Linked DNA regions of Mus musculus: all the other regions are linked to region 2. The links are chromatin contacts, called in public HiChIP or PLAC-seq and promoter capture Hi-C maps. All regions are on one chromosome and are shown on one strand. The core of a region is the stretch at or near the end of the contact, and the rest is flanking DNA. Distances in the headings are between cores, read along the strand shown. Region 1 overlaps Sh3bgrl2 (SH3 domain binding glutamic acid-rich protein like 2). Region 2 holds the start of Irak1bp1 (interleukin-1 receptor-associated kinase 1 binding protein 1). Region 3 has its middle 29 kb from the start of Gm36120. Region 4 holds the start of Elovl4 (elongation of very long chain fatty acids (FEN1/Elo2, SUR4/Elo3, yeast)-like 4). Region 5 overlaps Mei4 (meiotic double-stranded break formation protein 4). Region 6 holds the start of Mei4 (meiotic double-stranded break formation protein 4). Region 7 has its middle 52 kb from the start of Gm36120.

Region 1 (3,694 bases), core at 271-2,770, 770 kb before region 2:
AGCATCCAGCTCTTCCAGCAGGCGTTATTACAAAGTACCAGAGCAGTGACATTTGTGACTCTCCAACAAGAACCCTCAGAGTCAATGTCAGTCGGCACTGCTTTCTTCTTTTGGATTCAATTGACGTTACCATCCTGGCAAAATGGTTTCAAGGATGGGACGCAGGCAGCTTAGAGAGGAATGGGTTTCTGCAAGGCCAGTTTCTAATAAAACATAGGGCAGGTTCAACGTTTTCTCCCTGATGGTGTCGCCCAATTACCTGTCAGTCATTAAGGAAGTTGACCTATCACGGGGAGAGTACTTTCAGGTGAGTGAGGCAACTGCAGACGAATCAGAAAATAAGAGGATCCACCACCACAGAACTGATTGGCTCAGAGCAATCATGCAGTCCCCATTATTCCCATGTCCTCCAAAGACACCTTCTCCAGGTCAGACGAAGTTACTGATTGTGTGTGTGGCTTTGTCACAGTGATGCATCAGGTAAGCAGGCGAGTGCTGAGTACCAGGGGGTGCTCCAAACGCAACTCCATCACCTTCTACTTTTTACCTCTAAGGTTCCGCCTATTAAACACAAGAGGGGAAAGGCACGGTCATTACACTGCATCGACAAGAACGCTTGCCTTTCGCAGTGTTTTGTTTTTGAAATGTCAGGAACAGATATGAGGGAGGTTATAATGACTCACCCTGTTACTGAGAGGGCGAAGTCTCGGCTTTTAAGCCAGAGCCTCGACTTCAGTCCTACCCACCCAACCTGCAAACAAGCAAAGAAAAGCTCCATCTCTCTGCAGCCACCAAGTCTCCTTCTTTGAACACTGCTGTGCTATTAGCTCACAACAGGTGGCTGTGACCTCCCAGGAGCATGAAGAGGTACTGCTTAAGGGTGGCCCTGGATGAATGACATCATCAGAATGGCCACATCATTCATAACGCATCACCACCCCTGTTGTCCAAGTGCCACTCTGTCTGTCCCCATGACCCAATTAAACAAGTGTCACCAAGAAGCCACTGCAATTTGCTCCAATATAGCCAAAGGGTGTGCAGTGCAATCAGCAGTTATGGATTCTGAAAATCACCCCTTGTCTTAGTGACCTGGGAGCAAAAGTCTCCATACCAGCTGCTGAATCTTTAAAGAATCTGTGCCTTTGGAGAAAATGAGACCAGAGATGGTGTGTACTCAGTATCTTCTATGAGGTTTTGACACAGCCTACTGGCTTCTGCCTCTGGAAGGTAATCCTTGCCCCAGGCTTTCCCCACCACACACACTGCCCCATCCCCCAATTCTCTGAAGATAAATCTGGATTGTTTAATATATTTGGGTGGAATATTTTATATAAATACTAATTTTCCTAACAAATATTCAAATGTCTGACTGGCATAAAAATAGTCTTAAGAACCTGTAAATACTTTCTGTGTGGGTGTGCCTCTGCTAAAAACCATGTGCATAGGAACCACCCACAAGCCATCTGCGGGCTTGCTGATGTAAAACAAGGCGTGTTCTCATGGTGGAGGCTCTGCTGCAGGTGCTGCAGCGGGGCTACTATTACTGAAAGCCTCTGTCTCCTCTCACAGGGGCTTCAGATGGTACCTGTCCTAGGCAGCCTCAAAGGACCCGCTACTTCGACAAAGCTTCCAGAATGCACTGCAGGTTCGGCTGCATTAAAATAGATACTTTAGAATTCAGCCTCCACTTGAGCTATAGCCAAGCCTCAGTTACTGTGTATGTCTATGAGGATTGTAAGGCGCACTGGAAAAGTGTCAATATGGTTGGCTCTGGCTAGTGAGTTTAATATTCTATTTTACACATATTTACTTCTTTACAATTTAAAAAAATAAGCCTAACTGACTTTTCTAGTCACAAAACCAGTCTTTTTAAATGAAATAACCAAACTATTAACTTACTTGGTTTTTATTTTTAAAGTAAATCTTGTGCTTTATATGGCTATGAAAATATTCATTATTCCTAAGTCTTTGCACAAAACAGACTCAGGTTCTTCACATTTTCCAAAAGGTATGATGCGATACGAGGCTTTAAAAATACTCAGGTTGGATTAGGAAGTGTGACACCTCTTTCAGGTCTGATTTGAGATGCCTCTCAAATGTGGCTCTGCTTCCGCCATTTCATAAAGCTGCTGCCCCTTGGCCTTGTGGGGCATCCATCCCACATCCTTGCCAGGACCCCCGCATTCTCTAGTCTCTCCAGCACACAGCCCCTGCACTTCTGTGCCCCACCATGGTTCAAAGCATCTCCAGGTGAGTGGGATGCTTCAATCACGACATCTATGCAAACTGGTGTGATGCTGTGTTAAGAAATGAGGAGAGGAAAGCCCAGCCCTGGGCAAAGGCAAGGGGGATCGCTGGGAGTTCAAGGCTAGCCCAACAGACATAATAAGTTCTAAGACAGTCAGCCACAGAAAGGCACTGTCTCAAAAGAAACAACAGCAGGCTTGGTGGCGAGTGCCTTTAATTCCAGCATTCAGAAGGTAGAGGCCAGTGGATCTTGGTGAATTCCAGGTTATCCTGGTCTCAGAGAGTGCAGGACAGCCCCAGGATGACACAGAGAAACTGTTGTCTCAAAAAAATGAAAAAATAAAACAGCAACAAAAAACAAAAGAGAAATAAGGCCAGGAGAAAGCTTTTCATGATCAGTACAGATGTGATTCCCCATCTGTGACCAAACAAATCATAAACGTGAAAGGTACAGACACAGGGGTAAAACACAATGTGAATTTATAATTTAAATAAAAACTAGCTACCTATTTTGCTACCTTAAATTCCTCTTCAGAGAACAGGGCTATCAATTAAAAGTAAACTAATATTTTGATTTAAAGAAGTTAAAATTTTTGTGTGTATCCCTGCAGTCTATATTTACCCGAGAGACTGCAAGTTTAGCAGGGTAGATACATGCCTCTCACCCATTCAACCTCAGTCCCTAAGGTCTGCTCCAGCAGGATAAACTCTGAAGCGAGAGTCAGAGGGCTTACCTACCATGGGTGCTGAAGCCCGGTACAGAGGGTTAGCCTACCTCCAAATACACAAGGTTAACCTACCGTGGATGCCGGCCGTGGCTTCAGGCCTAAGAATGAAAAGACTGTGTTGCTTTCCTTCGATTCAAAAAAACTGTCATAGTCCTAGAAAAAGAAGAGAGGAAGATAAAGCCAGTGAGCACCGGCAAGCAATTACTTTTACAGTTGATGCTTTCATAAAAATCCTGCGTGGAAGAAAACAATGTACCATTGCTCGGTCAAGGCCAAGGAAGACCTACAAGCACCCACTGGATTCAGTGTGTAGTTGAAAGGGCCTGTTGTAACAAGTCTTTTCTTTCTTTCTTTTTATTTTAAAACCCAGAATTAGGACAGGATTTGGCAACAGAAATAAAGGAGCAAACACTCATTTTTCCTTGTGTGTCAAACTAGAATTTATCTGTACGTGCTCACCCTGATCTTAGATTATACCCACTAATAAGGAGAGCCACACCCCAGTGTCATGCTTGATATTTTGCTATCCAAGACTTAAGAAAGAAAGAAAGAAAGAAAGAAAGAAAGAAAGAAAGAAAGAAAGAAAGAAAGAAAGAAAGAAATCAATCACTGGTCACCCGAAAAGTCACAAGGGTCTGCAGGTGTCAGTCTTAGTGGCAGGCTTTGGCTCTGCTTTTGCAGTTTCCTGTGGACAGGCTCTGAGAAAAGAAACACAGTGG
Region 2 (3,534 bases), core at 850-3,349:
GAATCACATAAGAGCTTTGTGAAGTCCATAACTTACCGTTAGAAGTACTAACATGATTTTTATACTGTTGAACAAGCTATCTATATGAGCGCTTTCCTCCATGAGCAAAAATAACCTGGAAGACTAGAGTCCTTGTGTGCCTTGCCTCGAACACTGGAGACTTGGAATGTAACTGTTGTATTTATTGTGTTTTACAAGTTACAAGTTAGATACATGGGTTCGATTATGTTCTGTGTCAATGACATAAAAAACTCATTACATTATTTAAACAGGACTGACTGCAGCAGGTTGCTTAGGAGATAGTTTTCTACATTTTAAACCTATTTTTAAAATTCGTTTACAATTTACATTTAAATTTTTTAAACTGTAACATAAGCTGGGAACCCCACCCCATCATTTCAATTATTCTGGTTTTAAATGCAACACAAATACATTTTCTTTTTAAAAATAAAGACCAGTTTTTCAAAGGTCTGACATTTCTAGGACAGAAGCAATACTAGGTTGCACTTTCACCAAATCAGAGTCACCCCTGAAAACCAGGGTTCCTGCAGCTGGGGTCTTGTTTTGTACAATGCTAACATTGAGATGGCTGTCTGTAGCTTCTAATTTTCTTTCATATTAATTATCTGAAATATGGCAAAGTTGGAAGCAATCTCGATTGTGGTTCCAGGAACAGGATTTCAAATATTTTTCTTTTAAACTCAGAGCATTATTTTATTGCCGTAAATTTGGAAAGTGGTGATATTAAAACACGCCTAAGAGTCGCTGTGTGGACATTTTTGCCCCATTCGTTAAAAGGAGGGAGGCTTAAGGTGCGACCTATTTAGTGATTTGTTCCACAGACATGTCTAGAAAGTAGAAATATTTCACCTATGACACCTACATACATTGACTTAAAAAAGTTAAAACTAAAAAGGTGGAAAATTTGGGGTAGGCGATCATTATAAACCATAAATAGATGCTAATAAGTACATTGAAGAGCCACTCCACACAAACCTTTGATTGGATGGAAGCAGTTCAGGCTCCTCACCGACCTATTTCAACATGCAGAATAAAAACTACCAAAGTGTGTGTATGGGGAGGGGGGGTGGGGGGAGGGGGGAGGAGAAGGTTCAACATTCTACTTATGCAAACATTTACATGTAATTTTTCAAAAAAACATTTCATCACTCTAATCTTAATAACAAAACCACTGTAGCAAACATCACCAGATAAAAACCTACCCAACCACGGGCGTGGTGGCGCACGCCTTTAATCCCAGCACTGGGGAGGCAGAGGCAGGCGGATTTCTGAGTTCGAGGCCAGCCTGGTCTACAAAGTGAGTCCAGGGCAGCCAGGGCTATACAGAGAAACCCTGTCTCAAAACAAAAACAAAAACAAACAAACAAAAACCCTACCCAACCTGCATTCCTGATTTCAAGTTCGCTGCGGCCCATAACGGCTTTCATCTAGATTCTAGAAGGAAAGGTCAAACATCCATTGCGCCCTAGAATGGATCCTGCGGTAACAAAGCATCCCCAAAGGTACAGAGTCACCCGCTCTGCACCCCGTCTCGGAAGTCTCACCTGAAACCCCTGCTGCTGGAGGCTCTGCGTGATGTAGTCCAGGCGGCGACACACACTCTTCTTGGCCTCGGCCGACACCTCCTTGGTGCTGCTCACTCGCACGGTCACCAGCGCTCGGTCGGGGCTGGCGGACACCTCGGCCGCGCCGCTCACGTGGACCTCACGGGCTCCGGGGTGGGCCTCCGCGACGTGGGGTCGGCGGCCGATCGGCTGCGCCTCCGCGGCCGAGATCGGATGGTTTTCCCGGCCCCGGTCAGCCCAGGGAACCAGTTCCATGAACACCCGCGATGCAGGGGCGGGTTGCAGCGACATAGCTGGGGCAGCTGTGTTGCCATAGCAACGCCAGGTTGATGGCGGGGAGTGACGTTTAGCTGCCGCGCGCTTGCTAGTCCGCGCGGAGGATGCCGGGATGGAGGCGCCGCTGCAGCGTGGAGACCGGGTTTTCCCCCAGGGAAGGAGGCCTGCACACATTTTAAATAGTTACCTCCTCATGGCCTGCAAGAACCGGAGCTGTCTGTCCTGCCCTCGCGGTCAGTGATCACGGGCCTTCCACGTGACCAGTCGTTCTTCTCCCCTCCCCCTGGGCCGCCTCCATCCCTCAGTCCGCATGGGGATGAAGGCTCTGCGTTTCCAACGTGTGTGATCCCGGTAGCCCTTTCTTCCCGAATTTCACGGTGCCGGGGCGGCCTCCTTCTTTGTGAGACTCCGGTGGTCTTACCCGCAAGTGCAAGTACTTGTTTGGTTCGTGAGGAGTTTCTCTTCAAATAAACTACGTTTTGCTCGTGAGAGTTTGGACACTATGGGGATCCTCGAGTGCGTTTTTTTCCAGGACACTGTTGATTTTTTTCCCCCACAACTGCTGTTTGTTTATTAGAGGCCCGCTGAATGTAGAGTGTTGGCATGTGGAAAGACAGAGAAAACGGGGGGGTGGGTGGGGGTGGGTGGGATGTTGTTCGTCATAGCTACAATCTTTAGAAAGAGTGTCAGTGTCAAATTCTAAATGTCTTGGAGTAATTCTGGTCTTGAGCCTGGACATCAGCGTGAGCAATGACAGGCATGTCATGTACTTGTCTGTTATAGCTTCCTCTTCCCCTTTTGGAGACAGGGTCTCAGTATGTAACCCCGACTGGCCTGGAATTTACCTTGTTGACCAGACTGACCTCGAGCTTGCAGAAATGCAAGGTTTCGACCCATTTCTTGACAGCCATTATAATGAAAAGCTGTACGTGCCCTCTCCAAGCCCTCCTATTATAGTAATTTTCCTCAGCACACCCTACTGTCTCTCTTTTCTTTCCTCTTTCCCCTTCCCCGCTTCTCCCTCTGCTCTAGAGTGCTGGGGTTCAAACCACACCTGGCCTATAGTCATTTTCTTAATGTCTTGGTGATGACAGCTCGTCTGATTCCTGTTAGAATTTTATTAACAGAATGGGAGGAGAAAACCTTGGGGGCAGGGATGTAGGAAGTAGTTTTTTATAGGAACTTGAAAAAGTCTATAGTCTTTGTGATTTTTCCTCAAATTTTTAAAAAACCAGTATTTTAATTCAATAATTTAGCTAGATCAAGTGGTAATCTCTTTGTTTGGTCCATCATTAGGTCAACATAATTGTTTAGTTTGAAACTTATTGTCAGATAAGAATTATATATATGTATATATGTGTGTATATATATATATATATATATATATATATATATATATATATAATTATAATTTAAGAACTTTCCACCATATAACCATATATGCATACAGGCATATATGCATATTTTACAACTCTAGGCAATGAAAATACCTTTTAAAATTGGAGGAATTTCTTTGTTCTTTTTGGTGGACCGCAGGGATTGAACTGAGGCCCCCAGGCTTGGGATCAAGTACCTTTGTCAGCCGAGTTGTCTCACTCTGCTAAGTCCGTTTTGGGAGACAGGATCTACTGTCACTGGCATCCAAGATAGGCTAGCTAGCCATCCAGCTCCA
Region 3 (3,500 bases), core at 80-2,579, 820 kb before region 2:
AGGCTACAGTCAGTCATGCCCTACGCCACAGCATCGTCTCATTGAACTATCAATACTTAGTCGTACTTACGCTAGAGTGTAGGCAACCCCCATGACTTGCCCTCTGCCAATGCCTGCTAAGTCTCTTTTCCTCCTAGTCAGAACTCTCCCCACCCCATGGCCCACACAGTTCCTTCCACACTCATGGTGTTCTTGGACCAGAGGATCACATCGGCTCCTTCCCCATCTCCCCTGAGCTACCCTGATACCCAGACTTCCATATCTCCTCCCTCTTCATCTCTCCCTCCTATTGTGGTTCTAGTGACCATAGATTCTGGGAACTAAGGCAGCACACCAGCCTCTTCTGCTTACCTATACCCTGGCTGTTCCTTCTACCCAGTTGCTTACCACTCCATAACAGGATAAACTCCACCACTTCCTTCAGGTTTGATGTTCCTAAACACTTAAATGTGAAGTCACCCTCTTCCCCAGCCTTTGAGTCACCACTCCCTCCCAGCCACAACTGAATTCTTTACCTTGATCTATTTCTGAAGAACTTTATATGTACCCCCACCCCACTTACTAGTCACATTCATCCTTTATCTTTAGTCTTTCTCATCAACTAGACTATTTCCCAAAAGTACATAGGTTTTTCCTGTTATTTTCAATGCAGTGATGCACACTAAGTATCTGTTATATACATTAATGTGTGAACACTGGGTTTCCAATATCACGTGGTTCATTGCACCAGCTCGGTCAGGTGGCCTCCCCTCTGTGGGCTTCTTTCTCGCCTCCCTTTTCATATTCTCTTCCTCGCTTTCAGATCTGATGTCTGTTTTTACTTCGTGATGAAAATATGGAGGGATATTTTCCCTGGACCTCCTGAATTCTCTTTCCTCCTCCTTCATGCTTCTTTGCCTCGGATGTACCTCCTGGTACTTTCTTTCCATCCCCTGCCCCCAGGTCCTCTGGAAGGAAGGTGCCTTGGTTTTCTGACAGACATGTGGGCTCTGGTGCCCTGGAAGAGAGGAAATGAAGAGGCCCTTCCTGCACTCTGGGACTAGAGAGAAGGTCCGGGGAAAGGGGGAGAGCAAAGACCCTGCTGGGTCCAGGGGCAAAAGCTAGGGAGCCCAGGCACAGAAAGAGAGAGCTGCCATTGTGGGGTGGACACCAAGGAAAAGAGAGACTATGGGAAGAGCAAGCCAAGGTGAGGTTTTAGGGAAGGGGTAGGAGCCAGACCGACAGCCATGGCTAAGGCTAGGGCCCTATACTTCCCAGGCTCCAAGCTACCTTACAGGAAGGTATTGCTTCTCTGTAGGGTTACCCAAGGTAGGCGTGGCGGCAGCCACCGCAGAATAAGCGCCACCTAGTGGCTTCTAAAAGACGCTACAGCCTAGGGTATTTTGAGCACCTCTAGGGAGGTAGAGGATGCCTGTTACTTTCAATAAAAGAAAACGTGGCACTTTATACTCACCATCCTGACAAAACGACACATATTTCTACTTCCTCCTCTCTCGAATCTTCAGTTTCTTTCCCTTCCTCCCACACTGAACAGTTTACAAAACAAAACAAAAACAAAAGGCAAACAAACAACAAACAAAAAAAAAAAAAAAAAAAAACGAAAATAAAACCCAACCTGGTGATCTTTGTAGACATTATGGCACGACACGTAGCAGAATTCACCGCGATAGTTTTAACGTATTGCTCCGTGTGCACCCGCACATCTTTTCATATTCCCAAACTTGAACCCCGAACTCACTCAGCAACCCACTCCTGCCTCAGTTTCTGGCTACTCATCTCACGGTTCGTAATGTACTCTGGCTTTCCTGGGGAGCTGGGAAGTTGGCATACCCCAGTTCAGGCATATTCCCAGATAGTGGGAGACTTCCTAGGAATTTCCCGTGTTTTCTGACTTCCTTTCTTTGCTACAAAGCACGTGTAAAAAAAGAGTAAACCACCGACAGACTCTGGCGAAGAGAGCTGGGTGTGTAAGAAGCAAGCGGCTAGGGTGGGTGGGAAGGGCGTCCCAGGCCGACAGAGCAGTAGGGGAACCTCAGGTGAGGTTCAGTTTGGTTGCCACAGCAGAAGCTTGTGTGGTTATGGGAAGTAGGGCAGCCAAGGTGCCTGTCAGGTGGGCATAGGGCAAGTCTGAGGCAGCTTCCTCTGTCAAGTTGATTAAGAAACAGGAGGGCGGAAGCCAGGCGGTGGTGGCGAACGCCTTTAATTCCAGCACTTGGGAGGCAGAAGCAGGCGGATTTCTGAGTTCGAGACCAGCCTGGTCTACAGAGTGAGTTCCAGGACAGCCAGAGCTACACAGAGAAACCCTGTCTCGAAAAACCAAGACAGAAAGATAGAAAGAAAGAAACAGGAGGGCGACCCTGTAGGAGGATCAGCAGTCTCAATTAACCTGGACCCCCGAGATCTCTCAGATAGATAACTGGACCACCAACCAGGCAGCATACACCAGCTGATATGAGGTCCCCAACACATATACAGCTGAGAACTGATTGGTCTGGGTTTAGTCAGAGAAGATGCACCTAATAATCCTCAAGAGACTGGGGGCCCCAGAGAATTTTTAGAGGTCTGGTGGGGTGGGGGTGGGGACATAATCATGGAGACAGGGGTGTGGGGAGGACATATGGGATGTGGAGCATTTGGAGGGCAGACCAGGAGGGGAATAAAATCTGGAGTTTAAAATTAATATATATATATATATATATATATATACCTTTAAAAAGAAAAAAGAAATGTAAACTTTTCCTTAACAAAATTTAAATTCTTTATTTTAATAATAATTTTTTAAAAAGGAAAAAGAAACAGAGAAGAGGGTTTAAAAGAGCAGATGCCTAGTCAGAGATGGCTCTAGGAAGGAAACTCGGGTGTGTGGGGAGAGGAAGGGGAAGAAGAGAATACTGGGCGGAAGCCAGAGAGTAGCACCCTAGCCCAGGGAAAGTGTGCGGAGGACCTGAGGCGAGGAGAAAGGGAAACGGGGACAGTAGGAAACCCCAGAGCAGGAATTTCTGATCATGGCCGTATACACTGAAAGTCCCAGCACTCAGAGACGGAAGCGAGAGGACCAAGAGTTCAAGACCTATCCCTGCTATATAGCAAGACTGTCTCAAAAGTGGAAAACAACGACAAATGTACACAAAGAAGAGGGGGGGAGGGGCCGGACAGATGGTACGGCGTTAAGAGCACTGACTGCTCTTCTGAAGGTCCTGAGTTCAAATCCCAGCAACCACATGGTGGCTCGCAACCCCACCTAATGAGATCTGATGCCCTCTTCTGGGTTGTCTGAAGACAGATACAGTGTACTTACATATAATAAATAAATCAATCTTTAAAAGAAAAAAGGAGAAGGGGTGAGGAGGGGGGGAGAAAGAGGAGGGGGAGGAGAAAAACTAGCAGCTGGAGAGACCAAGCTATTCTATGGAGGAAGGAGATTGGACAATGGTGTTGGTCTTGATTGAATGGATGTTGCTCCCTGTGTTGGCGTGGTATTTTGAATAAGAATGCCTCCT
Region 4 (3,556 bases), core at 828-3,327, 980 kb before region 2:
ATCTAGTGAGGGTGCTTTTGTTTCCTGCATCATTCCATGGTAAAAAAAGTAGACGACTAAGAAGTATTTATTCTGAGAGACCAAACTCACAATTTAAAATGCTTTGCGCTGGGCAGTGGTGGCACACACCTTTAATCCCAGCACTTGGGAGGCAGAGGCAGGTGTATTTTAGAGTTTGAGGCCAGCCTGGTCAAAAAAATAAAAAAGCTTTGCTACTTAATCTATTTATGAAAGGGGAGCCCTCATGATCCACACCACTCCAAGTAGGTCTCAACTCTCTACCTTGCTGTATTGGGGATTGAGATCCAACAACACATGAACTTCTAGGGATGTTTTCAAACCATAGACGCAAGCTTTGGTTCTGTGTGATTATTGGTATCTGTAAACTACTTGTGAATTAAGCAATATTAAGTAATGGACTGTAATCTTCACACCAAGTAATAGAGCTCAAGGGTGGATACATCCTAAGACTGTTTCTTCTTATGTGCTTGAACAGCTCCTAAGTATAAATAAAAATGACTATGCCCCCAAGTAAGGCAGAGAAAATGTTAACAATATAGTTGCCATTTCTAACTTAACATTGATGGGGCTTGTCTATGATTTCCTTATGTGACAGGCGCCCCCTAGTGAACAAGGAACTCAAACTGACCTCCACTGTAGAAGAGAGGCTCCAAGAAAATTCTTGAATAAAGCTGCCTTAATGATTCCACATTATATTAAATAAGCAAAGACGGTGACATTTTGTGAGGTGAGGGTAGGAATCTGTTCTCCATCATAAAAACATCCAAGACTCCAAGACAATACAGAGGTAGCAACCAATACCATAAGCAAAGGGAAACCTAACTCATACTCACATTAACAAAGGAAATGAAATTTGACTAGAATTCTTTGTAGTTACTAGATTCGTAACTAGGAATTGAGGTGTAAGAAATTCTTTAATTTGAGAAACTTCATTCTGGCAAGCAGATTTGACAAATTAATAAATCATATCATTTGGTTGATTTCAGAATAAAGCATGTAAAGAAGGCTGTGGGGGTCTGAGTTATATAGCAAATCAGTTACCTTTAATTAGCCTTCCTCGCCGAAGCTCTCTCTACTTAAACAACTCCCACTATGCTCTGAAGTGATGTGCGTTATAATTTTGTCACCATAAATATTTATGACTTGCTATTTATAGCACAGAGTTAGGGCTCAGGTAGTACTCATGTTAACAACGTTGAGCATTTGACTCAGTGACCTCTAAAATAAGCATTCTAAATCAGTCAAGTGGAGAAAAAAAGCCGAAACAAAAGTGGATGGCACATCTGAATAAAACGCATATGAACTTGTTATTGGACCATTCACTGAAATCTTGCTTTATGTCAGAAACTATAAAAATGGCATAGTGTGATTTTGTTGCTGCAGTTATTGTTGTTGCTATTTATTCATAGAGACTGCTTTCTTCTCACAAGTCAACTGCTCTTTTTCTCCTCAGCATCACCCTTTCAGATTGACCTGAATCTCATGTGGTGCAAGTGGACTCTTTTAGCCTATTCTTATGGCTCCATCCTCTCTGAACTACCAATAGCCTAATTTGGTACAATTATATTGCTTTGATCGGCCAGTGTCGCTGTTTTCAATACTCACAAGGATTTAACTACATGCTAATAATATTTACGGGGTGACCACAGACTACTCTCCTTTGCCGCTGCTTAAGACAAATGGCATTCCTTTACAGTGAAACCACCCGCATTTCCTTGTCTGGGTGACAAGCACGTGCCACAGGCGAAGACAGCAAAAGCACATGTGATGGAGGTGAATGATAGGCAAGAACCAGAAATGCATCGCGTACTTCATCTTTGCCCACAAACTCCCACTTTTTCCCGTCCGGTTTCCCACGTTGCATCCGGCAGAACAGAGGTAACCGTGGGCAGGAAGGCAGGGGAGGAGGACTGGGTACGAGGTGTCCCCCTGCGGCGTTCCTGTGGCCCAGGTGGTGGCCCGGGGCTGGCCTTAGCGCGCCTGCGCAAGCCGGCCACCACTCGCGACCGCAGCATCCCCGCGCCCGGGGCGAGAGGAGGCGCCGCCCCGCCCCGCGCGGCCACGTGATGCGGGCGAGGGGATTGGAGCTGCGGCAGCGCGCGGCGACAGAGAGGAGCAGCGCTGGGCGCTCGTGGCTGGTCCTCCTCCTCCTCCGCCCTCCGGCTTCTTGTCTCTGCTGTTCGCCGCTGCTCTCCGCCTGCATCCCCAGTCGCGGCGCCTGGAGGAGGAGGAGACGCCGCTGCCAGCAGGGTTCCCGCCGCAGTCGCCCACGGTCCATCGGAGCCTCTCTTCTCGCCGCTGCTCGTACCTCTCCTCGCCAAGATGGGGCTGCTGGACTCAGAGCCCGGCAGCGTCCTGAACGCGATGTCCACGGCATTCAACGACACCGTGGAGTTCTATCGCTGGACCTGGACCATTGCAGGTACAGGCGAGGGGCCTCACCCATCTCCTCTGGGTGTTCCTTGGGCTGCCCACGGCTCAGACGCCAGTCCCCGGCTTCAGCGCTAGGCAAGGCCCTGCGCCCCCTACCCAGCGCCTTGAGGCTGTTGGGGGCGCTCGGGTCCCCGCAGATGCGGCGCCGCGGACCTCGCGGTTGTGCACTGGTTAATCAGATGAGACTCTCAAGGCGTACTCCCCCCCACCCCCCATCCCCTCAACACTCCCATCTCTTCAGCTCCGCGAATGCAGGAGCTGACTTAACCAGATGCTACCAGTGCAGCCAAGGAACCACCCTGCCCTGACGCCCGCATTTCCCGAGCTCGCCTATTATCTTATGCACTGGTACTCCTTATAGAGCGATAGGCCTGGAGGCGGACGAGGGCTGCGACTATACCTGTCTCTCCGCTACTTCAGCTTCCTTGAAGACTTTGACAAACCACTCATTATCTTCTTCCATTTAGCTAACCTCTTTGTAGTATAATTTCGACTGAAAAGTAAAATAACATTATTTAGCTTCTTGAAGAACGTTAGTTTTTTTGTGGTTTCCCAGTAGCAAATCTGTTAGGCTACCCTCTGCGAGAGCTTTGCGCAGTGCAGTGCCGTCAGGGGGAGGGGAAAGAAGGCAGGCTTTGGGCTGGGGGTCTCCGCAGCAGCACCTAGAGGATGGCTCAGAAGCCTGCATAAGCATAAGTACAGTGTACTGAAATTAGCGAACTTTCCCTTCAGCTGTTGAGTTTGCAGAGCAGGGCTGTCATTGAGTGACTTAGTTTTCCTAGCAGAAGTAATTGTAACATAAATGTTCACGTTTTAACATTTCTTCACTTGCTTTGTTGCTTTAAAAAGTTTCCGAGACCTTAAACGTTAAGTTTAAAGGATCCCAGGGAATAGTTTGGGGCTTTAAATTTGTGTTGTGTGTTTGCAGTGTGACCCTGTATTCTAGCAACGGAGGATGTTAGCAATATAGGTTATGATGGCTGTCTTCTTTAGAAGTGAAAAGTTTCTTCTTTAGTTTTTTGTGTTCTGTTGCTAGGGCAATCGAGACAGTGGGTTATATATAGCTTGATACAGAATGACATTTGATGTATGTGCTGTGAAC
Region 5 (3,730 bases), core at 268-2,767, 810 kb after region 2:
GGCTAAATTCATATGGTAATAACAAAATGAGCGGCCCATTATTCAAGAAGGCAATTTGTACAAATGTGCTCAAAGGGAGAGAATGACAGATATAGGTCTGAAAACTGTATGGACTAGGGCTGTATGGGAACACACAGGGCAAAGGTACTGTCTTGTGAAGGTGTCTGAGATAACAGAATGCTGCTAAGCAAGATGTAGCCTCTCTGTGTCCTGTGGCTCCCTGCATAGGTGGTCTCTGTGCCTCTACCTACTCTCAACCATATGAGAAGTGACAGCAGAGAAGAAGGCAGGAAACCTTGTAAAGCAAACATGCACATTTTTATGTGGTTTTAGAATGAGAATGCATGTTCGCATGGTTGGATGTGCTTCCATAGACATGAATTTAACAGCACACAATTAAAAAAAACAGATAGTGATTCTAGGAAATGTGTACATGATAGAGACTGAGTTCAATCAGTTAGCTGATGAGTTAATCAATCATTACCCAATTAAAAAAAAAAATCTCTAGATAGCTGGGCTTGCTGGAACTTCCTGATTGGTGAGAGTCTGTAACTACAGAGAAAAGCTAAGTAAAAGCTGAGCTGATCCCTCCCAGAAGTCACATTATACATCTCTTAAGGTGGCTGATCCTGATAGAAGTTCTTTACAATAAAAATGAAGCCAACAAGCAATACACACACACACACACGCACACACACACACACACACACACACCCCAAAATAAAAACAAACACGCCATACTTTATTTGGTTCTAGGCCCCTGTAGCAACTGGCTGTGCTGAAGGGAACCTGTAGGAACTCCTTCACATTTACTTCTCTTTTATCAGAAATGCAGGGCCCCCTGAGACCCCTAAAAGTACAGACTGGCTTCTGGAATGAAAATAGTCTTTCTAGGCATTGCTTTTGACCTCTGGCACATGTGTTGATACCAGGTGGTTGCCATCAGCACTAAACTGAATTGAATTGAATTTTATCACACCCATGTGTCTTGAAGTTGGGTTAAATTTTCAAAAGTATGCAAATAACCTAATGAAGTTCCAGGTTATAAAATTTCACAAACTTTCCCACTCACATTTCTGATTTTAATGGCCTCAACATGTGCTATTTAATTAGGTGACCTCTTTCTGTTTGAAAAGTTTTCATTTCATTTACCTCAAAATCTTCCAAGCACAGAAGTTGGTATAGTCATTGCAAAAAACAGTCAAGTGCAAGTAACAGAAACAGAGAGGGGCAGGGAGAGGCAGGGGGAGGCAAAGAGGGGCAGGAGGAGGCAGGGAGAGTCAGGGAGGGGCAGGAGGAGGCAGGGAGAGTCAGGGAGGGGCAGGAGGAGGCAGGGAGAGTCAGGGAGGGGCAGAGGAGGCAGGGAGAGTCAGGGAGGGGCAGAGGAGGCAGGGAGAGTCAGGGAGGGGCAGAGGAGGCAGGGAGAGTCAGGGAGGGGCAGAGGAGGCAGATAAGGAGGGGTGGGCTGGGAAAGGCAGGCACTCATGGCCAGGGGCAGTCAAACCTGCTGTGCACATTCAAACCCCAAGGCCATCATCTGTGAAAACGCCAGGAGCTATGAGACTGAATTCATAGCTTTCACAATTTTGATCCAAGCCGTTCTTTAAGCTACCAAATGAGTCCAACTTTAGAAGTCATCTGAAAGAAAAGTTCTACTTTCTTTTGCAACAATTTTATATAATTTTTAAAAGTGCATTTTACCCTGAGTAAGTTTCAATAAGCAGCTGACCTGGGAGGTTCTTTGTGAAAAAGAGCTCTGTCTGGGTAAAGCAGAAAACAGTAAGAAATGAAAGTCTCCCCTGGAAGACACACGGTTAACCTGAAACCTTGCTTTCAGCAAATTAGTTTAAGACATTTTGAACATAGAATGATTTTGTGTTTACCCACGGGGTATTGGTATCCTGCAAGACACACTACTAAGGTCAGTAAATGACAAACACGGTTAACATGAGATTTAAAAGATAGATCAACCATCGGGGAAAAAAAACCTTTACATTACAGTGCTTTTAAAAAATCTCATTTATTTGATACCACAAAACATACCTACTCCAAAGAAATACAACATTACGGTGACTGCAGTTTTAATCTTAATTAAAATCCTTATACAATCTGTCTAAATTTGTACATAGGAAACCTAGTAGATTTTTTTTCCTTCAGAACTGATGAACCACAAATAAAGTGAGTGCATTCTAGAGCAAACCTCTTGGCCAGTTTTCTGACATTGTTTTGCTTTAAACTACTATGAGGACGTGGACCACGCTTCCCAGTGTGGTGAGGAGACTTTCCCGTTCTTTCCCAGGATGCCTGTTTCTGGGGTGTTGTGTGGAGGATGCATGGTGTCTTCCTTCATAACTAGTGTCGGTCAAGAGGTCCAAAATGTGCTGCTAAGCTCTGTGCAGGCACTTGCAGGGTAAGCAGGAAAATGACAAACATACTTACACAAGTCAGTGGAAAACCAACACATTTTCCTTCATTCTCTGCCAAATTGTATAATTAATACTGTGCACAGTTTCCTGTGACATAGTACCAATACAAAAGTCACATAAATGATTTTTATTTCTTTCAGATGAAAGCAATACGACGGACAGACACTTTTTTCCCCACCCAGGGCTTACTCTCAAGCAGCATGAGCAATAAGTGAGCAGCTGTGGAAACAATCTCTCTCTCCAGTTGTGTTAGGTGGTACAATGGAGGGATCCCGCCTTCAGAGAGCGCTTTGCTTCCTCGGCTTCAGTGGCTTTTCTGGTTTTCCTCAATAGTGATGTCTTTCTCATTCTAAAGCCCAGCTTCATATCCAGAACCGCTTGTGTGGGATGGCCTCTTATGTAGTGCTAACAGTCTCTGTTCTGAGCATGCTCCAGGTACTCAAGGGAGCAAACACCAACCAGTGTGGAGGATAGAAAGTGGAGTCCCTCACCCCACAACTGAGACGTGCAGTTTGAGACCAATTGTTATCTTACCAGCATGCAAGTCTCATAAGGTTTCCAATGCTTTCCACTGTCAGAATATATGCAGCCATATCATCATATTGTGGAAAGCATAAATCTCAATATGCCCCTCACCAGGGTGCAGGTTAGTACTGTCTGTTTGCCTTAAATGTGCAGATCCAAATTCAATTTCAAGCACTGCAAACATAGCAAAGAAAATAAAATGTGCACAGACCCAGACCATTGATTTGGCCCAGGCCATATCAGATTTGACTCAGGAAAACAGTGCTTTCTTATAGTTCAAAGTTATATGTGATGTGAGTGAGTGAGTGTGTGTGTGTGTGTGTGAATAAGCTTCACTATCTTAACTGGTTCATTAGAATAAAACCAAATGAAACAGCAAAAGTTAAAGTGCTGAAAAGCTTACTTGTAGAGCACTTAATATTAAAATATCTAGTATAAAATAAAATCAGTATAATTTAGTTTTAAAAACAGTTTTGAACTCAGATTAATAATGACAACTTAATTTTATGAAGCTTAACTTTAAAAATACTTATTATTTACATTTGAAATGTCTCCATGACTTCTGTATATTCTGAAATTTATTATGACTTATAAGATCACCTTTTAACTATGGTCCATTTTAGTTAAAACATATTTAGGCCCCATGTTAGTTAGACTTCAAGCCTAAGACAAAGAACTGAGAAATACTGAGAGAGAAATCGTTTTCCTCAGAGAAGGCAAAACCATGGCTACCCAATACCAAATGGACAGCCCTGAAAACATATACATACGAACTGCAG
Region 6 (3,552 bases), core at 954-3,453, 970 kb after region 2:
GTATTTGTTGGAAAGTTAATGCAACTGGAGATGGTCATTTTAAAGCAATTTAGTTAGCGTCTGAAAGACAACGAGCATGTGTTTTGTCTTATCCATGGTGGCTCCTAGACTTTATAGAGATACAGTCATGTGTAAACATATGACATGAAGCAGAACTAAAACTGTCTAGGAGAGCAAAGCATACTAGTGAGAGGGGGCAGGACATGAAAAGGAACAGTAAAGAGGTATGAAGTGAAGTGTGCTTAGATAAAATGTACATTTACAAAATCTTTAAAATTATTAGATTTTTTTAAAGGGGAGTTTTCAATACTCCCACAGTACCTGAGTGTTCTTGCCATTGTTACAAGTGACAAAACTGACAAATCCTCAATGCTATTTCTTCCCGTTGCTGTAGCTGACACTCTAAACCTATTCTTAAAACACTTAGTGATGCTGCCCTGATTACATCCCAGTGTCTAAAAACGTACCTACTTTCTCTTCAGCACATTAACATCTTCTGTCTTTATAACCCTTTAGCTTTCTAAATCTCAAATCCTTCAAAACATTATGCACAATACAATCATTAAGTATGTTTATCTCACGAATGCTTCAAATGATTTGGGTTAATATGCCTATTAAATTGGCGCTGTGACTTTTGGCTTCAAGTATTTTCATACAGCAGAACTTAACATATACCTGCCATTCACATATATCATGAAACCTAGAATACACTAGACTTCTAATTTCTTTGATATAATAAACCATGGGATAAATTAATACTATGTTTTTAACAAGAATTCCATAATATTGGTTTCAAATATCTGATTCCAAACATTGCTACTTTCATGAAAAAAAAAATTTTAAAAAAATACTCAGTCACAAATCTGTGCTCCTGGTCTTCATGTCCAAATTTTACGACTGAATTGTAAATTTTGTGGTTTACTGACATATACAAAGACATTGTGTTTAACCTAAGGCCCTCACAGAAGCTGTAAGCTATAACAATGGAAAGTAAAATAGTGGATGTCAATTTGTGAATGTCATTACTGTAGTCACAAGATATACCAAAAATCATATAATTCTAAGCAGGAAAAAGTAATATAAACAAGCCAAAATTGATCAGAATGTATGTAATGAATTTGATAAAAAGTTTGCTAATTGGAAGTAACCTGATATATTCAGACTTGGTGGTTCACATTTTAATCCCAGCATTTGCAAGTCTGAGGCATACATATTGCCATTAGTCTTGAGAGCAGGAGGCAAGGCCATCCTACAAAGTGAAACCTTGTCTCAAAAATCCAAAAGATACAGAAAAAAAAATAATAAATTCCAGTTGATGAAGAATCCAAGTTATGAAATTCTTATGAATTTCATATTTATATTCTGTGAATATCGACATACTAATGTATTTTCTGTGGTTCCTGGTGGGACTTTAATCCTCTAAATATGTAATTGCAGACTATAAAGCTATTCAAGGCTTTATTTAATTCACTTCAAATTATTGACTTTCTGCTACTTTGGACATTCCAGATTCACCAAACCCTCACTGGCTTCTTCCTCCGTAATGGAGACTCCACTTCTGGCCCTGCTCCTCTGATCTGTTGCATATCTCACCACAACCTAGCTCTTCCAAGAATGATTTTTATCTCTACCTCATGTACCAGCACATGCTTGTCAGATCCCAAGAAAACCGCACCCGTCCCACTTTTAACACCCCCAACACTTTCTGCAGTTCCTCTGGGTGTGTACTTGCTCAATAAAAGATCAGATCAACAAGTGCCTACGGTCCCCCAAAACCACCCTTTCCTCCAGGAAACCTCAGAAGCCACCTCTAGAGTGAAGGCAGGCTTGCACAGACTCTAAGGTGTAGAACACACCACAGAACACACGCTTTGCCCGCCCAAGTTTCTGAGGCTCCAGGCGCGACCTACTTATCAGGTAAAGAAATGCCCCTCCCCACGCGTGAGGCGACCTACCTCCGCAAAGGGCGCGACAAGGAACCCCAAGCCACAGCACCTGAGAGCGTGCGCTGCTTGAGGGGACCCGGGGCCCGAGAGTACAGAGAGCAGGCAGATGCTACACAAGCCTGGGGTTCCTGAGAAGGAAGGACGCCCTCAGGCGGCGGGGGAAGCTCGGGGGCCAGTATTCCCGGCCATGCACGCTGATGCAAGCGCAGCCCGCAGGTAGGCGCCAGAGCCCAGAGCGCCACTCCTCCCGGCTTTCTTCCAGTGCCAATCAAGAGGGAGGCCCGCGGAGACCACAAGTCCCAGAAGCCTCTGCGCCACTCTCCTCGGAGGGGCTTGGGAGGGGCTCCGGCGGGCTCGGGCGGGCTCGGCGAGGAGCGGTTAGCCGGTTTGGCTGGACTAGGCAGGTGTTTCCTGCATCTTCCTTTCTTCTGCAAAATAGTTCAAAATAGTCTAGGACTGCCTGCAGCTCCTCTCCTGAAAGGCTGATTTGGTTTCTAAGGAGAGACTCACGGGGCTTGAAAAAAAGGAAAAGTTTCAGGAAAGCTTCTGTTGTGCCAACTCCTGTCCTACATGGGAACAGTCGGGAAAACAGATTCTTTGGGTTCATTTGTTGGCTTGTTTCCAAAGATGGTTTTAAAATCTTTGCTTCCTGCGGGAGGAAGCGCTATGTTTCTCATTTGTCCACCTGTCATATCTTCATCTAGGATTTTAAGTAATTTTTTGCCTCACGTACTGAAATTTCTCAGAAATTAAAATGCAAAGGAGATTCTAAGCATTCGGAAGTCACTTATGTAGACTTTACTAACAATGTGCTAATTTGCTAATAGTTAAAGGTTTCAACAATTGTATAGGATAAATTACCAAATATTATATCTGGGGGGTCTGCACAGCTCATTCTCCTACGTAAATGACCCTTTATTAAGGCAAGTGCTTGCATCTAGTCAGTTATTGCAAATGTCTTGGAAATGTTAAGCTTCATTGTTCTATCCATGTGTTTAAGAAAGTCAATAATTTTAACTATAATGTAATTTAATATAGCTTTCGTTAATCTTGCAACGGTGCTTTCATGCAAACTAAACTCGGGTTATTGTGACTGCTAAGGTGATGAACACTGTGAGTGCTCTACTGTGCTCACTGCTCTTCTTTGAGTAATGTAAAATCAAACCATCCAAGTTCATTTCAAGATAATGAACAGTCAAGTAGGAGTGATGTAGAAAAGTTGTGTTTGCGTTGATAAATAGTATGATATTCTATTTCAATTCCCCTCATACATTTATTGAGAAAATTGAGCTGTTACGTGCCAGTTACAGCCTTGATTACTGGTCAAGACCTGATTACAACTCCATACAAGACAGAGCACTCAGTCTAATAGTTAAAACAAATGGGTAGCAATTACCAAATACAGCACAGCCACTGAAATCCTGAACGAAAGCCCAGAGGTAGTTTTAACTATTTACCACCTAAATGTAAAGACCTAATGATTTCAACAACCTCAATAGTTTTCTTTGAACATCTTCAGATGGTTAAAGATGCTTTAGAATACATAGCAGAAAAAGAAACGTTTTAAGAAAATTATACAAGTTTTTGACTCACTCAAGACTAATGA
Region 7 (3,792 bases), core at 1,013-3,512, 800 kb before region 2:
TGACGTCTTGTTTGTGTTTTCTATTCGCCTTTAGCATGACCCTGTATTTTCTCTCACTTTTCCTTTCCAATCCCCTGACAGTTTAGAAGCACTATGTTGTATTTTACCCAGTGAACATTAATTACCCTTATGTTAGCTTTTTAGATATTGAACGCTATGTTGTTTTCTGTGAATGCTTGAAGTTTTTCAGTATTCTCATCTCTTACAGTGATATAATTTCTATGTATATCTTGTGATATAGCTCAGGATGATACAGCTATTCATTCAACAACTTCTGCTACTTTTTAAAATCTGGTTTTAAACTGAAAAAAAAAATTTAACACTACACACCACAGAGAGTGTGTGAGGGGTTGGGGAGATGGCTCAGTGGGTAAAGAACTTGCTGTGTAATCATGAGGACCTGAGCTCAGACCTCTGGAACTCACTCAACTCATGTGAAAATGATGAGCCTGATACTGGAGAGGAAGAGAGAAATTTCCCTAAGGCTTTCCAGTTGGCCATTCTAGCAGAACCAGCAAGCGCCAAGTTCGGTGAGAGAAGCTATCTCCCAAAAATAAGGTGGAAGACAGCTGGTGTCAACCTCTGACTTCCGCAAGCACGTGTATGCAAGCAAGACACACAAACTCATACAGGACACAAAAAAGTGATCACTATCTAGTCGATACATGCTCAGTGCCTTTTAGATAACCTCTTTTTTTTAAAAAACAATAAGATTTATTTATTATTATACATAAGTTCACTGTAGCTGACTTCAGACACACCAGAAGAGGGTGTCGGATCTCATTATGGGTGGTTGTGGGCCACCATGTGGTTGCTGGGATTTGAACTCAGGACCCTCTGAAGAGCAGTCAGTGAGTGCCCTTACCAGCTGAACCATCTCACCAGCCCCTAGATAACCTCTTATGATGGCATCTTTTTCCTATAACTCAGCCCTATAAGTTAATGTATTTGATTTTATTTTGTAAAGTTTTTTTAAACAATACTATTTTACTAATTGAGAATTGCATAGAATATTTTTTTTAATCAAATTCATCCCTACTCCCCCAACTTCTCCCAGATCTACCATCTTCACCTCCTAAAAGCTCCACAATCTCCCCAAACTGCCTGGAAACAAGTGTTCAAACACATGAGCCGGCAGGGATGTGATGACTAATCTTAGTGGTCAACTTGACACACTTAGGGAGAGGGAACCTCAATTGAGAAATTGCCTCCATTAGATTGGTCTGTGTCTTGTCTGTGTTTATGTGGGGGTCGGAGGGGGGGTAAGGGGAGCATTTTCCTGATTGCCAATTTATGTGAAAGGGCCCAGGCCATTGCGAATGGTGCAACCCCTGGGCCGAGTTATATAAGAAAGCAAGCTGAGCATGGGGCAATCGAAACAAGCCTGTAAGCACCATTACTCCGTGGTTTTGGTTCCCACCTCACCTTCCCTGGATGATGGGTTGTAACCCTGTAAGCCAAACAAACCCTTTCCTCTCCAAGTCGCTTTTGCTCAGTCCGCTTCTCACAGCAGCAGAAAGCAAACTACATCAGAGACTTTGGATTCAAACCATAATTTATTTCTGTACTAATTCTCTCCTACGTCTTTATCTTCTTCTTTTCCTGTGAACCCTGGAGAATGGAGATCCGTTCTGCTTGTCTGTGTAGCTACTGTTCTTGGGATAAAGCTTGGGTCACTCAATTTTTTTTTTTTTTTTTTTTTTTTTTTTTTTTTTTGCAAATAAAGTAAGTACTTTCAGATACATTTTGTGACATTTGACAACTTCAAAGCACTTTTTAATGACAGTTCCTAACTTTTTACTTTCAAGTTCTTCCCAAAATACTAGATTCTACATTAACATATGTCAAAGGAATAGTCAACAAATGAACTTGCAAATGAGCTAGTGACTCATAATGAAAAAATATTGCACTGCCTCCATATGCGGGGCCCCATAATAACTTCTGTTGCTTTAAAATTTAATGTCGTCAGTTCCATATGCAGTCCCTGCCTTTATTGGCATTTAAATCTATAAGCTCTCATACTTAATCCTTAAAATTAATGCAATGTAATATGCTTAAAATCTGTCAAGGAATCAGAGTGAAAAGCTGTGTGGACATACAATTCACCACATTACATATTGATTTCTTTGTTTCTGACCCAGGCACATAGAATCAATGTTTATGACAGTAGTTGATGAGGGGGAGTGGGGGCTAAGCGAGCTTCCCATGTGCACTCATAGTCGATAAGTGAAACAAAGAGATCTACTGTGAGTCACATCTCCGGTGGAGTTGATTAAACCTGAGTGCATGTGACTGAAGCATCGCAGCATGCAGGTTGCATTGCCTGGAGGGTATCTGTGGCTGGCGGGAACAGCAGGCAGTGGCTTTCTCTATGCCCAGTGATTTCACTGCGTAGATATAATTCCAGACAACTGCAATTGAAAACACTTGGACTCTCGGTAGCACTGCAGAGACAACCAGGCCATAAATGACAGAATGGCTGCTTCAGAGATCCCTTCACCCAGGAACAGTGAGGTTTGACAAGCGGAGAGAAAGCAGCAGCAGACAACAGCCATTCCGTTAGGTTGTCAAGGCCAGAGTGGAGGGAATCCCGTCTCTTTGTTGGTCTTGCAAGCAGGCAAGGGAGAAGAAATATAAGCAGGTATTCAAGGAGAGAAAAATTGTATGTGTGCTGTTTTCACAGCTGGGCTGAGCACATCATGAATTACAGAGGAACTTAAGAGCGTTGGGGGAGGGACTCCTGGAGGGTAGAAAATGCCAGCATGTGGTTATCTGTGTGTCCTGACTTTCGCAAATATTCACAGAGTTCCTGCTGGGATGCATAAAGAATATAAAGGACACAAGCCAGGTCTGGGCTCGGGTAGCCTTGTTCGGCTAAAACACACCTTTCCATTATCAATTAGATTGCAGCCTGGAGCTACAGTGAAAAGCTTTCGGTGCCTTGCTGGGACAGGCCACCTTCCACGGAGGGCGGAGATTTCTCGGGCACACCTGTACTGTTGCTATCACTGAGATAATTATTCTGGAACTTGTTTAGCATCTTGGGTATTGGGGGTGCAGTTTAAGAAAATGATTCCATCTAGTCTCTTCATAAAAGTATGCATGCAAAGGGCAGCGTTAAAAGGTGTTTTATTTAATGTTCAAATTCAGCAATGTACTTATTTCCAAAAATCTTTATTAAATAATCTGGTGCTTTTAAAGCTAGATTTAGGAAATCTAGCTTTACTGATATAAAAAGGGGAAAGCAGAGTTTTATACTAACCACAGTGGGAAGTTATTAAGCAGAATCAAAGGTTAGGAATTTTTCCTTTCAAATGGCTAGGCATACACTGCCAGGCAGAGAATCCCTTTTAATACAGGTATTTGATTTCAGACCCTGGGACAAGGAAGTGAGATGCATATATTACATACCAAAGCAGACCTGGCTTCCAGGTTTTCCCAGCATCCCTCAGTCCCTACCTGGCACACCTTGTCCCAAAACTTGAACTTTCCAGTCCAGGGGCTGGGCTGCCCTTTCCCTTGAAGCTCTTTCCTATATAATCCAGACATTTTGTGCGCTCTCTCTCTCTCTCTCTCTCTCTCTCTCTCTCTCTCTCTCTGTCTCTATCTTCCTTCTCTGTGTGAACAACCTTTCTCTTTCTCCCCTACTTCCCCATGTTGATTCCCCTGACCTCAATCCTTGGGGCCAGTAAACTCACCTGAAAGCAGCTTCCCAATAAATCTGCCTTTAGTATAATCTAATCTGGTATGAACTGGCTCATTTCACTAGCAGAAAAATAATCTATCAATAGG

What was found. Promoter capture Hi-C pulls out the DNA fragments that hold promoters and counts their contacts. HiChIP or PLAC-seq counts read pairs in DNA pulled down with a chosen protein or histone mark.
Region 1: a contact with region 2 is called in a promoter capture Hi-C map of hippocampal neurons, with 2.6 times the contacts expected there. The contact joins the enhancer-like site here to the promoter of Irak1bp1 in region 2. A contact is called at or near these places in 9 of 39 promoter capture datasets (the 3T3-L1 cell line, the C10 cell line, frontonasal cranial neural crest and 5 more), 1 of 484 Hi-C or Micro-C datasets (cortical neurons) and 3 of 115 datasets of contacts at active chromatin or transcription factors (bone marrow-derived macrophages and stem cell-derived neural progenitor cells).
Region 3: an H3K27ac HiChIP or PLAC-seq map of large pre-B cells shows a contact between it and region 2, with 3 times the contacts expected there. The contact joins the enhancer-like site here to the promoter of Irak1bp1 in region 2. A contact is called at or near these places in 1 of 39 promoter capture datasets (pre-B cells) and 2 of 115 datasets of contacts at active chromatin or transcription factors (astrocytes and large pre-B cells).
Region 4: a promoter capture Hi-C map of pre-B cells shows a contact between it and region 2, with 4 times the contacts expected there. The contact joins the promoter of Elovl4 here to the promoter of Irak1bp1 in region 2. A contact is called at or near these places in 1 of 39 promoter capture datasets (pre-B cells) and 1 of 484 Hi-C or Micro-C datasets (rod photoreceptor).
Region 5: a promoter capture Hi-C map of cranial neural crest shows a contact between it and region 2, with 6 times the contacts expected there. The contact joins the enhancer-like site here to the promoter of Irak1bp1 in region 2. A contact is called at or near these places in 9 of 39 promoter capture datasets (the 3T3-L1 cell line, 3T3-L1-derived adipocytes, the C10 cell line and 6 more), 1 of 484 Hi-C or Micro-C datasets (embryonic fibroblasts) and 1 of 115 datasets of contacts at active chromatin or transcription factors (stem cell-derived neural progenitor cells).
Region 6: a contact with region 2 is called in an H3K27ac HiChIP or PLAC-seq map of embryonic stem cells, with 6 times the contacts expected there. The contact joins the promoter of Mei4 here to the promoter of Irak1bp1 in region 2. A contact is called at or near these places in 9 of 39 promoter capture datasets (the C10 cell line, cranial neural crest, embryonic stem cells and 5 more), 4 of 484 Hi-C or Micro-C datasets (Th2 cells, cortical neurons, embryonic stem cells and 1 more) and 5 of 115 datasets of contacts at active chromatin or transcription factors (astrocytes, embryonic stem cells, forebrain and 2 more).
Region 7: a promoter capture Hi-C map of maxillary cranial neural crest shows a contact between it and region 2, with 4 times the contacts expected there. The contact joins the enhancer-like site here to the promoter of Irak1bp1 in region 2. A contact is called at or near these places in 3 of 39 promoter capture datasets (cranial neural crest, liver and maxillary cranial neural crest) and 1 of 115 datasets of contacts at active chromatin or transcription factors (bone marrow-derived macrophages).

Annotation. Positions count from the first base shown.
Region 1 is chr9:83,594,092-83,597,785 of GRCm38.p6, reverse strand. Sh3bgrl2 (SH3 domain binding glutamic acid-rich protein like 2) reads right to left here. Exons shown (of 4, transcript NM_172507.5): 3 at 3,048-3,128; 4 at 1-561. The coding sequence ends at 550. Among named protein-coding and RNA genes, the nearest start is that of Gm39384, 23 kb to the right of the region's middle. Within about 2 kb of position 1,520, at least 15 of the 459 cell types and tissues checked have an H3K27ac peak or open chromatin away from gene starts, as enhancers often do. A contact at or near this core is called in cortical neurons and hippocampal neurons, where this site is marked.
Region 2 is chr9:82,828,371-82,831,904 of GRCm38.p6, reverse strand. Irak1bp1 (interleukin-1 receptor-associated kinase 1 binding protein 1) reads right to left here and starts at 2,099. Exons shown (of 4, transcript NM_022986.4): 1 at 1,566-2,099. The coding sequence starts at 1,877.
Region 3 is chr9:83,650,775-83,654,274 of GRCm38.p6, reverse strand. No RefSeq gene overlaps it. Among named protein-coding and RNA genes, the nearest start is that of Gm36120, 29 kb to the left of the region's middle. Within about 2 kb of position 1,329, at least 4 of the 459 cell types and tissues checked have an H3K27ac peak or open chromatin away from gene starts, as enhancers often do.
Region 4 is chr9:83,804,826-83,808,381 of GRCm38.p6, reverse strand. Elovl4 (elongation of very long chain fatty acids (FEN1/Elo2, SUR4/Elo3, yeast)-like 4) reads left to right here and starts at 2,077. Exons shown (of 6, transcript NM_148941.2): 1 at 2,077-2,443. The coding sequence starts at 2,344.
Region 5 is chr9:82,016,183-82,019,912 of GRCm38.p6, reverse strand. The region is part of intron 4 of Mei4 (meiotic double-stranded break formation protein 4); the gene reads right to left. Among named protein-coding and RNA genes, the nearest start is that of Mei4, 150 kb to the right of the region's middle. Within about 2 kb of position 1,517, at least 6 of the 459 cell types and tissues checked have an H3K27ac peak or open chromatin away from gene starts, as enhancers often do.
Region 6 is chr9:81,862,321-81,865,872 of GRCm38.p6, reverse strand. It overlaps Mei4 (meiotic double-stranded break formation protein 4), which reads right to left and starts at 2,203. Exons shown (of 5, transcript NM_175213.4): 1 at 1,956-2,203.
Region 7 is chr9:83,628,016-83,631,807 of GRCm38.p6, reverse strand. No RefSeq gene overlaps it. Among named protein-coding and RNA genes, the nearest start is that of Gm36120, 52 kb to the left of the region's middle. Within about 2 kb of position 2,262, at least 28 of the 459 cell types and tissues checked have an H3K27ac peak or open chromatin away from gene starts, as enhancers often do.